2 separate regions of the Hordeum vulgare genome follow, and region 2 is linked to region 1. A link is a contact called in public Hi-C data. All regions are on one chromosome and are shown on one strand. The core of a region is the stretch at or near the end of the contact, and the rest is flanking DNA. Distances in the headings are between cores, read along the strand shown.

Region 1 (4,923 bases), core at 762-3,261:
TCTGTACCAGTGCATAGGGCACTTTAGGAGGCGCAGCGCGACCGAGGTGGTAGCTGATTGGAGAGCAAGAGAAAACAAGGTCGGTCATCCTTCCAATTAAATTGATCGTTGTATTTAAGTGGATGTCTTTTTAGCTACTCCAGGCCCACGTACTTCATTGCATGTGAACAGGTTTTGATTTCTTCACTAATCACCGAGTAGACGCACTGCATGTAAGAGCAAGTACAATAAGGTGACATAAGCAGGCTATAAGGATTAGAATATTATATTCTTGCTTAGTTGGAGGAAAGAGAGGAGGAGAGAGAAGAGAAGCAGGTTCTTGATGAGTAGCCAGCTGCAGCACGAGACCCAAAACACTTTGTAAGATTGTAAGATAGGTCAACTATTCTTAAAATAATACACATCTAAAAATTACTATTATATATGCCGACTATTAGGTTGGCTCTATATGACATAGCAACTCCTTGTAGCCGATTGTTGGTTGTATTATTAACCATGCTCTAAAGGTACTAAGAGGCAGCAAACGAGGCTGGGAGGGAAACAAGGAGGGGAGTTATTGAAGCACGCCTAAGCGTTTTGAGAAAACCTGTTTTTTGTAAAGTGTCATATGCACTCGTATAGAGGAGTACACGTATCATACATGACAATAAATAAATTAGTTTATGATACTAATAAATAATATTATGCATTATGAAAGTACATACAACTAACCTAATCGTGTAAACATGTAGATTTGACCAGAAACCCTCGGCTTCAACCTGATTGATGACTTGCTGGATGAGCGAGAAAATTGCGATCGAAAAGCATGTTTCACTCGCGACACATCTCTCAAACAACCGGAACACACAAGCTGAAGCTGGTATCTACAGGTTAATTCATGGAGCGCAATACAAAGCTACGAAAGCATGGCCGTACGTGGACGAAGCATCCCCACGACCACGAGGAACGCAGAGGGCGTATCTAATGAGCATCACGGTTTACGTGCCATGCCAGCCCACACGCCTCATCCGGAGGTGCCGACTGCCCGTGTCATGGGCAGGGGGAACCGGTGCCCCTCCAGGCTCGCACGTTCGAACGGGCCATCAAGGACGGAGCAAGCTGTCCACTCCTTCACGGGCTTCCCGTCGCCGGATTCACGCCCGCCGCCGTCGCGCTGGCGCTCGCCGCTCTTGCCCTTCCTCACGAAGCTCAGCAGCTTGCGGAGCCCCTTGGCCAGGTCCATGTGCGGGTTGGCCGCCGGGGCCGAGAAGATCGCCGGCGGCGGGCTCTCCAGGCCGCCCCACCGCTTCCTCGCCCGTGACTGGTCCGGCCGCGGCGTCTCCACCCACCTCGGGGACTCCACCGACGTCGCGCGGAGCGGCAGCTCCGACACGGACCGGAGGTGCCGCCCGGCCGTCACCTTTGGGACGAACTGGTCCAGCGGCGCCCGCCTCGGGCTCGGGCTGCCGCTGGGGAGGTCGTGCACCCTCGGCGACCGCAGGTTCCCGATCGCGCCGCCGGTCCCGCTGCCGCGCCTGAGGAACGGCCTCGGCGTGGCGCAGTCGCCCAGGTCGCCGCCGACGCTGTTCCGCCTCCGGTGCGACTGCGGCATCGCCACCGGCGCGCCGCTGCTCACCGTCCTGCTCCTGGGCAGTGGAAGCGCGCCGTGCTCCTTCCTCGGGGTGGACACTCCCGACGGCACCGTCCTCCTCACCTGCGGCGTGTCCCGAGCGGCGCACTTGACGGTGAGCGGGCCTGGCCTGCCGCCGGCACGCGTGCCGCCGATCGGCCTCTGCTGCTGCTGCTGGCTCTTGGCCGCCGCGGCGACGGACACGCGCCTGGCGTCGCGCCGGCGCATGTAAGCGTCGTACTGCCTGCCGCGGCGGCAGGCGCCGGTCCCCGCGGCCTCCCGCGCGCCGTCCGGAGCCACGTCGTCGTCCTCCCCGCGCCGCGCGGCGTGCAGGAGCTTGTACGCCGCGAGCTGCAGCTCCAGCTCCCAGAGCTTCGCCCAGAGCGCGTCGTGGCTCGCCATGGGTCCAGTGGAGACAAACAGAGACAATTCTCTTGCGTGCCGGATCGGGCGCGCCGAGCGCAGCGGGCTATATACGCGCGCGTCGCCGCGGCGTGATTAAGTCTGGAGGTGCGAGTGTGACCGTGTCGGACGACTCCGGGGTCTCGTGCTCGTGTTGGCAGCATCGGTTAATTGGCGGCAGAAAGCGGCACGGGGGCTTTGGACTAGTTTTTGTTGCGTTTGTTTGATTCGGTCGCGCGCGGCTGATGAGGACGCCGCCGGGGCTTTTGGTTGACCAGGTGGGGGGCGTCGACCTGGCCAGCTTCTCGCGGCCCAGAGACAGTGTGAAAGTCGTGCCAGGGCTCAGATTTTTCCTTCACGAACTGCAGGCTCGGAGAAGCTTAGGTCACCAGAATTGACTGGAGAAATTTGTATCCTTGTTAAGCTCTTCCTTTCGCTGTCCGAGTGGCATCAGTTTCTGTTGGACATTTTCTTTCAGACGCCGCACTGACGATTTGTCAGTCTATGTCTCGCCAGCAAGAAAGGAAGAGCCGGTTAGGTAACAACGCACAGATGAGCATTTTGTAAGACTAGGCCCTCCCTAGAGACAAATCTTCTGTACTGATACACCAACTCTAGCAGACGAGTATTATCCAGTATAGTCGTTCACCAACCGAGCCAAGTGCAATGTCTGCACGCTTTTTGACTACAAACAACTACCAAGCGTTCTTCACATGAGCGGGTTATTTTCAAGCCGCCAATCTTCGTGAGAAACGCTGACCCTGTCCATCTGTCAAAGTTTAGACGCCCACCAAACCAAGACGCTTAGAAGCAAAGCACAGACATTTCTGAAATCTAAGCCGTCGTCTTATTAAAACTATCAGGCAACATTTCCACGATAGAGCGAAGAAGCAATTCACAATTCACCAATCCCAAGCAAGAGCAATAACCAAACAAGGTTCTGGACTAAATATCAAAATTCCTAGTTCGCATGAGCAGGGCAGGACAAGCTTATGATGACAGCACAGCTATCACGTCAGATGATCTGAGAACGATGTACTCGCCTTCCGAACCCTTGAACTCACTTCCTGCATACTTGGAGTAGAGCACGCTGCTTCCAGGAGTGATCGACAACGGCGTCCTGCTGCCATCATCGCCCAAAGGCCCGGGGCCAACAGCGACCACCTGTTTCAGCCAAAGAGGTGGTCAGAGCTCAGTAATTCATGCAACAAGTCTACGCAACAACATTATATGACTATATCAAAGTGGATAGCTAACTACCCAAGACAGGAGGATTGCTCAATTCATAGCCATGCAGTCATGTATAGAGTGCATGTAGGGAATGCGAAAAAAGAATAAATGATGGTAGTATGGTGTGCCTGATTGCTCATGTTTCATATGATGGTAAAAATACATTCAAGATTGGGACCCCAGTTAAGGTCTAGTCTATCTATCAAACCTAGTCAACGAGCAATATGAGTACTACTACTTGTTAGGCGTCTAGGGATCTCCATAGTTGTTTCAGTTAGTGGTGAAAGTGGCATCTCGCGGACACCATTGTGGAAACTGGCAGGCGACAAAAGCAACAGGAAAAAACAGGTCACCACAAAATGAGCAAAAATATATAGCCAAGAAAACAGCAGGGTGTCTTGGCCTCTTGGGCACTGACTAATTACACTATGCAAGACTATAGATCACACTTCAACACAGATCTGGTGTTCCTCCTTCCCTTATAGCTTAAGAACACATATACTATTAACATTAATAAGTAGAAAAAACACAGTAAAAACAACACCTCACAGAGAGCGATAATTGTGTTAAGGGATGCAACTATTTCATAGTTGATATGTTTCTAGTTTGAGGTTATAAGCAGTTATGATCACGGTCATCTGATTAATTGCAGCAAATGCATAACAAACAGAAGTGCTCACTGTTCCAACAGAAGGCTTCTCTTTCGACATCTGTGTCAATAGCAAACCACCAGCAGTTTCCTCTTCAGACTCTGCAACCTAATGCCAAAGGAGAATAGAAAAATTCAGTTGGTGATGGGTGCTTGTGGTGTCTATATTACAAACTGTACTCAGACAAGAAAGAAATAGATCCTGGCAATCTGAATTAAGGTTTTTTCTACAGAAAATCTAGCTCCGCTGTTGTCTAATCTGAATGCTTCAAGCAAAAAAAAACTTCACATTGACAATCGCGATGCAATAATGCATAGTCGCACAGATACTGAGCATGGTGAACCTGGAATAGAACCATAGTGGATCTGAACTAAAGACAGTCCGGCAGAAAGAAAGAGCAGGAAAGAACAAAATTGAGGAGTTATACAACCAAGCTTTTTTTTATTTCAATTAAATGAGGTTGCTCAGGCTCATGAGCAAAACAGAGTAGATCAAATAACATAAGGAGTATTTTTCTTGTTCTACGTTGTATTTTTTTTTAAAGAGCACTTCTTGTTCGGTTGTTAATAAGTTGTTGCCCTATCGTTAGTGGGTAAAATTATCCTCTATTTTTTCTGTTGAATAGGTTCTATACCATAATGCCGTATTCTAATTTGATACATAAGCCATGAATATTACTTGGCAATAATATAGCCTATGCAAATTGAGTGTGCAGTTGCGGTACTGAACCAAGAAAGGATTTGAATACACATTCTGTTCACAAGAGGAATACAGTAACCACTTAGTAAAGAGTGTGGAAATGATGTGTTGAAATAAACCTTAATGAGAATACGGTCACTCAGTGGCTTCAGATCTTTCACGTCATCAGTGTCAAGAATACCAATGATGTCATCTTCTTTCATGATGAGGTGGGTAGTATCGTTGAATTCCAACTCGGTGCCAGCATATTTAGAGTAAATAACTTTGGCACCAACCTGTAACCAGATAATATATTGTTACTTCCTCTCATCGCAGTAAAATATTAGGTTAAAC
Region 2 (5,393 bases), core at 1,271-3,770, 150 kb before region 1:
AAATGTGTTTGCCGCGCGCGCTTCGGCTGGTTTAGCGCGGGGATAGGCGCTGGCTCCAACAGCCGCGTTACAATGCAGCGCGCGAGCGCCGCTCCAGCAGTGCCCAAAAATGCAGCGCGCGCAGCACGCACAAACCACATATACATTTCAAAAAATAGGAGCAAAAACGATCAAACAAGCAAAATAAATCAACAATAAATAGTCATTACAACTCAAACAAATAGTTTATCCTTCAGTACAACAAATAATGCAATAAACACAACCAATAGTTCATGAACAATACAATACAAATAATGCAATAAACACAACCAAATCATGCTCTTTGTCGTCCATGCCATGCCCACCACTCTTCAATCAGATCCTTCTGAAGATCATTGTGCGTTGCGGGACGCCGAATGACATGATAGGAGGCAACAAAACGGGCTACCCTTTCAGCCCTCCGTCGCACTCGCACGGGATGTCCCAAGAGCTCATACTGTAAGTAATCTAAATCTTGGCCACGCTCATTCTCGATGATCATGTTGTGCATGATCACACAAGCGTGCATGATGTACCAAAGCATTTTTTGATCTCAGAATCTAGCCGGTCCTCTCACAATAGCAAATTGGGCTTGCAAAATCCCAAATGCTCTCTCCACATCTTTTCTAGCAGCTGCCTGAGCATTGTGGAAATCAAGATTTTTCTTACCTTCCGGCTTTTTCAACGGCTTCACAAAGGTTTGCCACTTTGGATATATGCCATCCGCTAGATAATAGCCATAGTTGTACGTACGACCATTTGCTACAAACTGCACCGGTGGCAACTCACCATCTGCAATCTTATTCATCAGTGGTGACCGGTTGACACCATTGATATCATTTAAAGATCCAGGCATTCCAAAGAATGCATGCCAAATCCAAGTCTCCTGATCGGCCACCGCTTCAAGGATTATAGTGGAGCCCTTTTTTTGGCCGTGGAATTGCCCATGCCATGCCTTTGGACAATTCTTCCAACTCCAATGCATGCAATCTATTGAGCCAAGCATGCCAGGACAGCCGCGAGCCTTGTTCATCGCCAATAGCCTTGCGACGTCTTCAGCAGTGGGAGATCTCAAATACTCCTCGCTAAACACTTGCACAATTCCCACTGCAAAGCACTTGACACACATGATGGCTTGACTCTCACCCATAGCCAAGTGATCATCAACTAGATCAGCCGGGATACTGTTTGCCAACATACGCAATGCGGCTGTCACCTTCAGAAAGGTGCTATGCCCGAGCTCTCCGGCGGCATTCCTCCTTTGCTGAAAAAACCGGTCATGGCTCGCTAGTTTCTCTGCAATGCGCTTGAACAAGTCTGTGCTCATCCTAAACCGGCGACGAAAATACGACTACGGGTATGTGGGATTCTCCACGAAATAGTTCTTCATCAATCTGTTATGGGCATCAATCCTATCTCTCCAAATTTTCTCCCGACCCATAACCGAACCACCGTGCTTCGGTTTTTTATTGATATGCATAGCTATGATCATTGCAAGATCCTCCTCCTCTTCCATATCAAATTCTTCTTCGGAAGAATCATACGACGAACTCATCTACAATGTTCAATACTATACTATAAAAACTACCATTCAAAACATGCACCAAATTCATAAGTTTGGAGCAATACTTACCTTGTAGGCGTTTTGTCGAACACCTTGCGGGCGCGGCGCGGCAGCGAGCTCTCGGGCGCTGTTCCTCGGACGTCGGAGGTGCGCGAGGGCCGGCCGGACTAGGAGGGGGTGGGGCGGAAGCGCGGCGGTGCGGGGAGGCCGGGGAAGCGCCTGAACGGTCGCCGGGGGGCGCGGGCGGCGCCCGCAGCGGAGACAGGCCGGGGAAGCGCCTGAGTGGCCGCCGGCGGGCGCGGGCGACGACGGCGGCGCGGGGATAGGCGAGGGAAGCGCTGAACGATCGCGGGGGCGCGAGCGGCGGCGGCGGCGCGGCCGGATGGGGGGAGCGAGCGCGGGAGAGTCGCGGGTGCGGGAGCCGGCGCAGCAAATAAGGGGCGCGGGATTGCGTTTCGGTCAGCGAGCTGAACTGGAAATGGCGCGCGCCCGCTGGAGCTGCCAGCCGCGTTGCGCGCGCGCTAAAACTGCTTTTTTTACGGTGTGACGCTTGTATGGCGCGTGTTGGAGATGGTCTAACAAAATCACCATCCATCCAAAATATCTCGAGAGAAAAACAGAGCCGGCATCGCCCCAAATCCAGACAGCCCCAGCGACAGTGAGCAACAGACAAAGGGAGGAGGGCCCCCCATCACGTGACTGTTGAGCGGGCCCGTACAAGCCACCGAATCCTCACCGTCCATCACGCCACACAAAAGCCCGTCGCTGTCCCATCCCAGGGACCACGCGATTGCCGCCACGGGCACCCTACCCGGTGGGTAGGTCGGTGGGGCCTGGGCATCAGCTGACGTGGGCGGCCCCTCCTGGCCTCCCCCGCCACGCGGCGGGTGGCGACTGGGCCCTATAAATGGTGTCCTCTGTTCGAGGCCCCGCATTCCTCCACCACACTTCCGTCCCTCTCCGATCGCATCGCATCGCATCGGCACCGAATCGCCTTGAGGCTCCCACCAGAATAGCCCCGCGACAACGAGCTTCCTCGCGCGAGCGAAAGGATCGCCCGGAAGCGAGGGACATGGGATCGGATGGCCGGAGCTGGAGCGGGGTCGCCGGCGGTGCCGGCGGCGGCGGCGAGGAGAAGACGAGGGCGGCGCCGGCGGAGGTGCCCACGTCGGCCGCCGCGGTCGACATCTCGCTGCCGCTCCCCGAGATGACCCCCCGCGTCATGCAAGTCCCCTGACCCCTCTCCCCATTTTGCTTCTGCGCGCGCGGGTGTATGAACTGACGGTGTTTGGAGAAATGCCTAGTAGAGAGCGACAGGCGCCGCTGCCCCTGATTATTTCCCCGCTTCCCGTTTTGTTTTTCTAATATAATAAGGTTGCTTGCTTCTCCAGAGATCTCTGCAAGGAGTTGGTGAAGGGGTGGTCGTCCCTGGACAGCTCGTGCTTCTCCATCTCGACGGTGTCCGGCGGTATCACCAACCTGTGTGAGTTCTGCTCCTTGCCAGTGGCATGGCTTGCGGCACTGTCCTGGCTCCTGATCCATCTCCCTCACATGACTACCTGAGCATGCTTGAAAGAGGAAAAAAACAGAGGCTATGTAATTATAGTAATTCTTAGGCAAGGCAGTTGCTTGAATTGTCCACACAGACCATGCCATAACTTAATGACTGCACTTTAATGTTTGCTTGCTGCCACACTTTGCTCATCGTTTCAGATGTGGCACTAGAACTTGATTGCATCTGGCAGCCTTTTTGAGACCATACACTCTTTATCATCAGTGTTTTGCACTCATTTCTGCTTCGAAAACACTCCTACTATCATTGCATCCGGAGTTCAGGACCCATTATTTTAGAGGCGTTATGAAATAATAACCGTTTCTATGAGCAACTGTACATAATTTACTTGTGAATCATAGATACAGCAATAATACCTAAATGATTATCTTATATTGTTCGTGATGTTCATGACCTGCAGTGCTGAAAGTATCTGTCAAAGAAGGCACGGATAGTCAGTCTTCTGTGACTGTTCGGCTGTATGGCCCAAATACAGACTTGGTGATTGATCGGGAGAGGGAATTGCAGGTGAGAGTTTCAATCATAGTGTATGAAAATTGTTTGTGCTACTGGCATGTAGTAATATTTACCTGCATTCTGTAGTGTTCCTGTGATTGATTGTCCATTACAGTATTGGTTTATTTGTTGGTGCTTTCTTAGTTGTGGTTCAGTTTAAAATTTCTGAAATGCAATGGTCATTTCCTTCCATAGAAATAGTACCTATGCCATAACACTCGAAGTACCTCATTGTTACATAAAACTAAGTTGTCAAGTAAACCGAGTATTCTGTTGTCATTTTTGGGGCTGAACTGTTTCCTAATGCATACATCTATTACAATCATGGTTAGGCCATACCATATCTCTCAGCTGCAGGGTTTGGGGCTCGGTTACTTGGAGTATTTGAGAATGGAGTGGTTTCGTCATTCATCCATGCTAGGACACTAACACCTTCAGGTAGGCATTTTTATATTCTGCACAATACAAATGGGTGATTTCATTGTCTACTTAATGGAGCGATTTATCTTTTCTCATTTTCTATCTTTTCACACGGTAATTTGAAGTGATCTGTGGTTTTAGGTATATACTCAGTGGTTGTTATTTTGCACCCATAGGTGTGTAGAGACTGGAGAGTCTGCGATAAATGCTTCTGCAAATAGTGTGTTTATTTCCCTTGTTCTGTTTTTCAGACATGAAGGAACCTAGAATAGCTGCTGAAATTGCCAAGCAGCTACAGAAATTTCATCAAGTAGATATACCGGGATCAAAAGAACCACAGTTGTGGAATGACATATTCAAGTTTTTGAAAAAAGGTTACATTCCCAACCCCGAATTTGTTTTGGATATTTCATTTTGGAATTGGTTACTTTTATTTCAGTCTCATCATGAATGACATTACGTAATGTTGTTGTGTGCTGTGAACTATTTATCTTAGCTTCCGTATTGAAGTTTGAAGATAACGAGAAGCAGAAGAGGTATGAGACGATCTCTTTTAGAGAAATACAAGATGAAGTTAAAGAACTTAAGGTACTTTGTTATAAGACTTACCGTCATGTACTATTGACCACTGCAGCAATTTGAGTGCACTTCAGTTTCATATTCCTAAAGGAGTACTCCCTCTGTAAACTAATATAAGACCGTTTAGATCACCATTTTATTGATCTAAACAGCCTTATATTAGTTTACAGAGGGAGTTTTTTTCTTTCTAATTTGGCTTTGTCACAAAGGCATATTACGTATTCATGCTATTAGATTAATCCTATAGCACAATCATTCAATCAAATGGCTACATGACTGTTTGCTAAATTGGTATCCGTGAATATAATGTCTTGCTGTCCTCTTATAGGATCTCTCCGATCTTTTGCATGCTCCTGTCGTTTTTGCACACAATGACTTGCTATCGGGTAATCTGATGCTAAATGATTTGGAAGGTAAATATCACATTAGCTTGTCACCTTCTCTTGATTGTTTAGTACATTATGCTTTCATACTTAAGCTTTCCTTTTGCCCGTTTTGCAAAGGCTTAGATTGTCTCTCTGTTTGTTGTAATATTGTCTTCCCTTTTTTGTTTTGCAGAGAAGCTCTATTTCATTGATTTTGAATATGGATCATATAGCTACCGTGGCTACGACATCGCAAACCATTTCAATGAGTACGCGGGCTTTGATTGTGACTATAACTTGTACGTTCTCTTCTTGCTGGTTGAATAGTCCAATGGAGCTTTGGTCTTTGCTCTTGCCTAGTACTAATGTTTATTTTGTT

What was found. A called contact is a pair of places that touch in the nucleus more often than the background predicts.
Region 2: a Hi-C map of seedling shows a contact between it and region 1, with 4 times the contacts expected there. The contact joins the promoter of LOC123397538 here to the promoter of LOC123396827 in region 1. A contact is called at or near these places in 3 of 6 Hi-C or Micro-C datasets (leaf and seedling).

Annotation. Positions count from the first base shown.
Region 1 is chr5H:432,571,494-432,576,416 of MorexV3_pseudomolecules_assembly, reverse strand. It overlaps LOC123396827, which reads right to left and starts at 2,011. Exons shown (of 1, transcript XM_045091633.1): 1 at 716-2,011. The coding sequence starts at 2,011. The coding sequence ends at 1,004. LOC123397532 (20 kDa chaperonin, chloroplastic-like) reads right to left here. Exons shown (of 6, transcript XM_045092059.1): 4 at 4,710-4,865; 5 at 3,922-3,999; 6 at 2,836-3,175. The coding sequence ends at 3,002.
Region 2 is chr5H:432,721,882-432,727,274 of MorexV3_pseudomolecules_assembly, reverse strand. LOC123397538 (probable ethanolamine kinase) reads left to right here and starts at 2,520. Exons shown (of 11, transcript XM_045092065.1): 1 at 2,520-2,806; 2 at 2,974-3,065; 3 at 3,556-3,662; 4 at 3,983-4,088; 5 at 4,322-4,444; 6 at 4,567-4,658; 7 at 4,978-5,062; 8 at 5,208-5,313. The coding sequence starts at 2,655. It overlaps LOC123396828, which reads right to left and starts at 1,357. Exons shown (of 3, transcript XM_045091634.1): 1 at 891-1,357. The coding sequence starts at 1,357.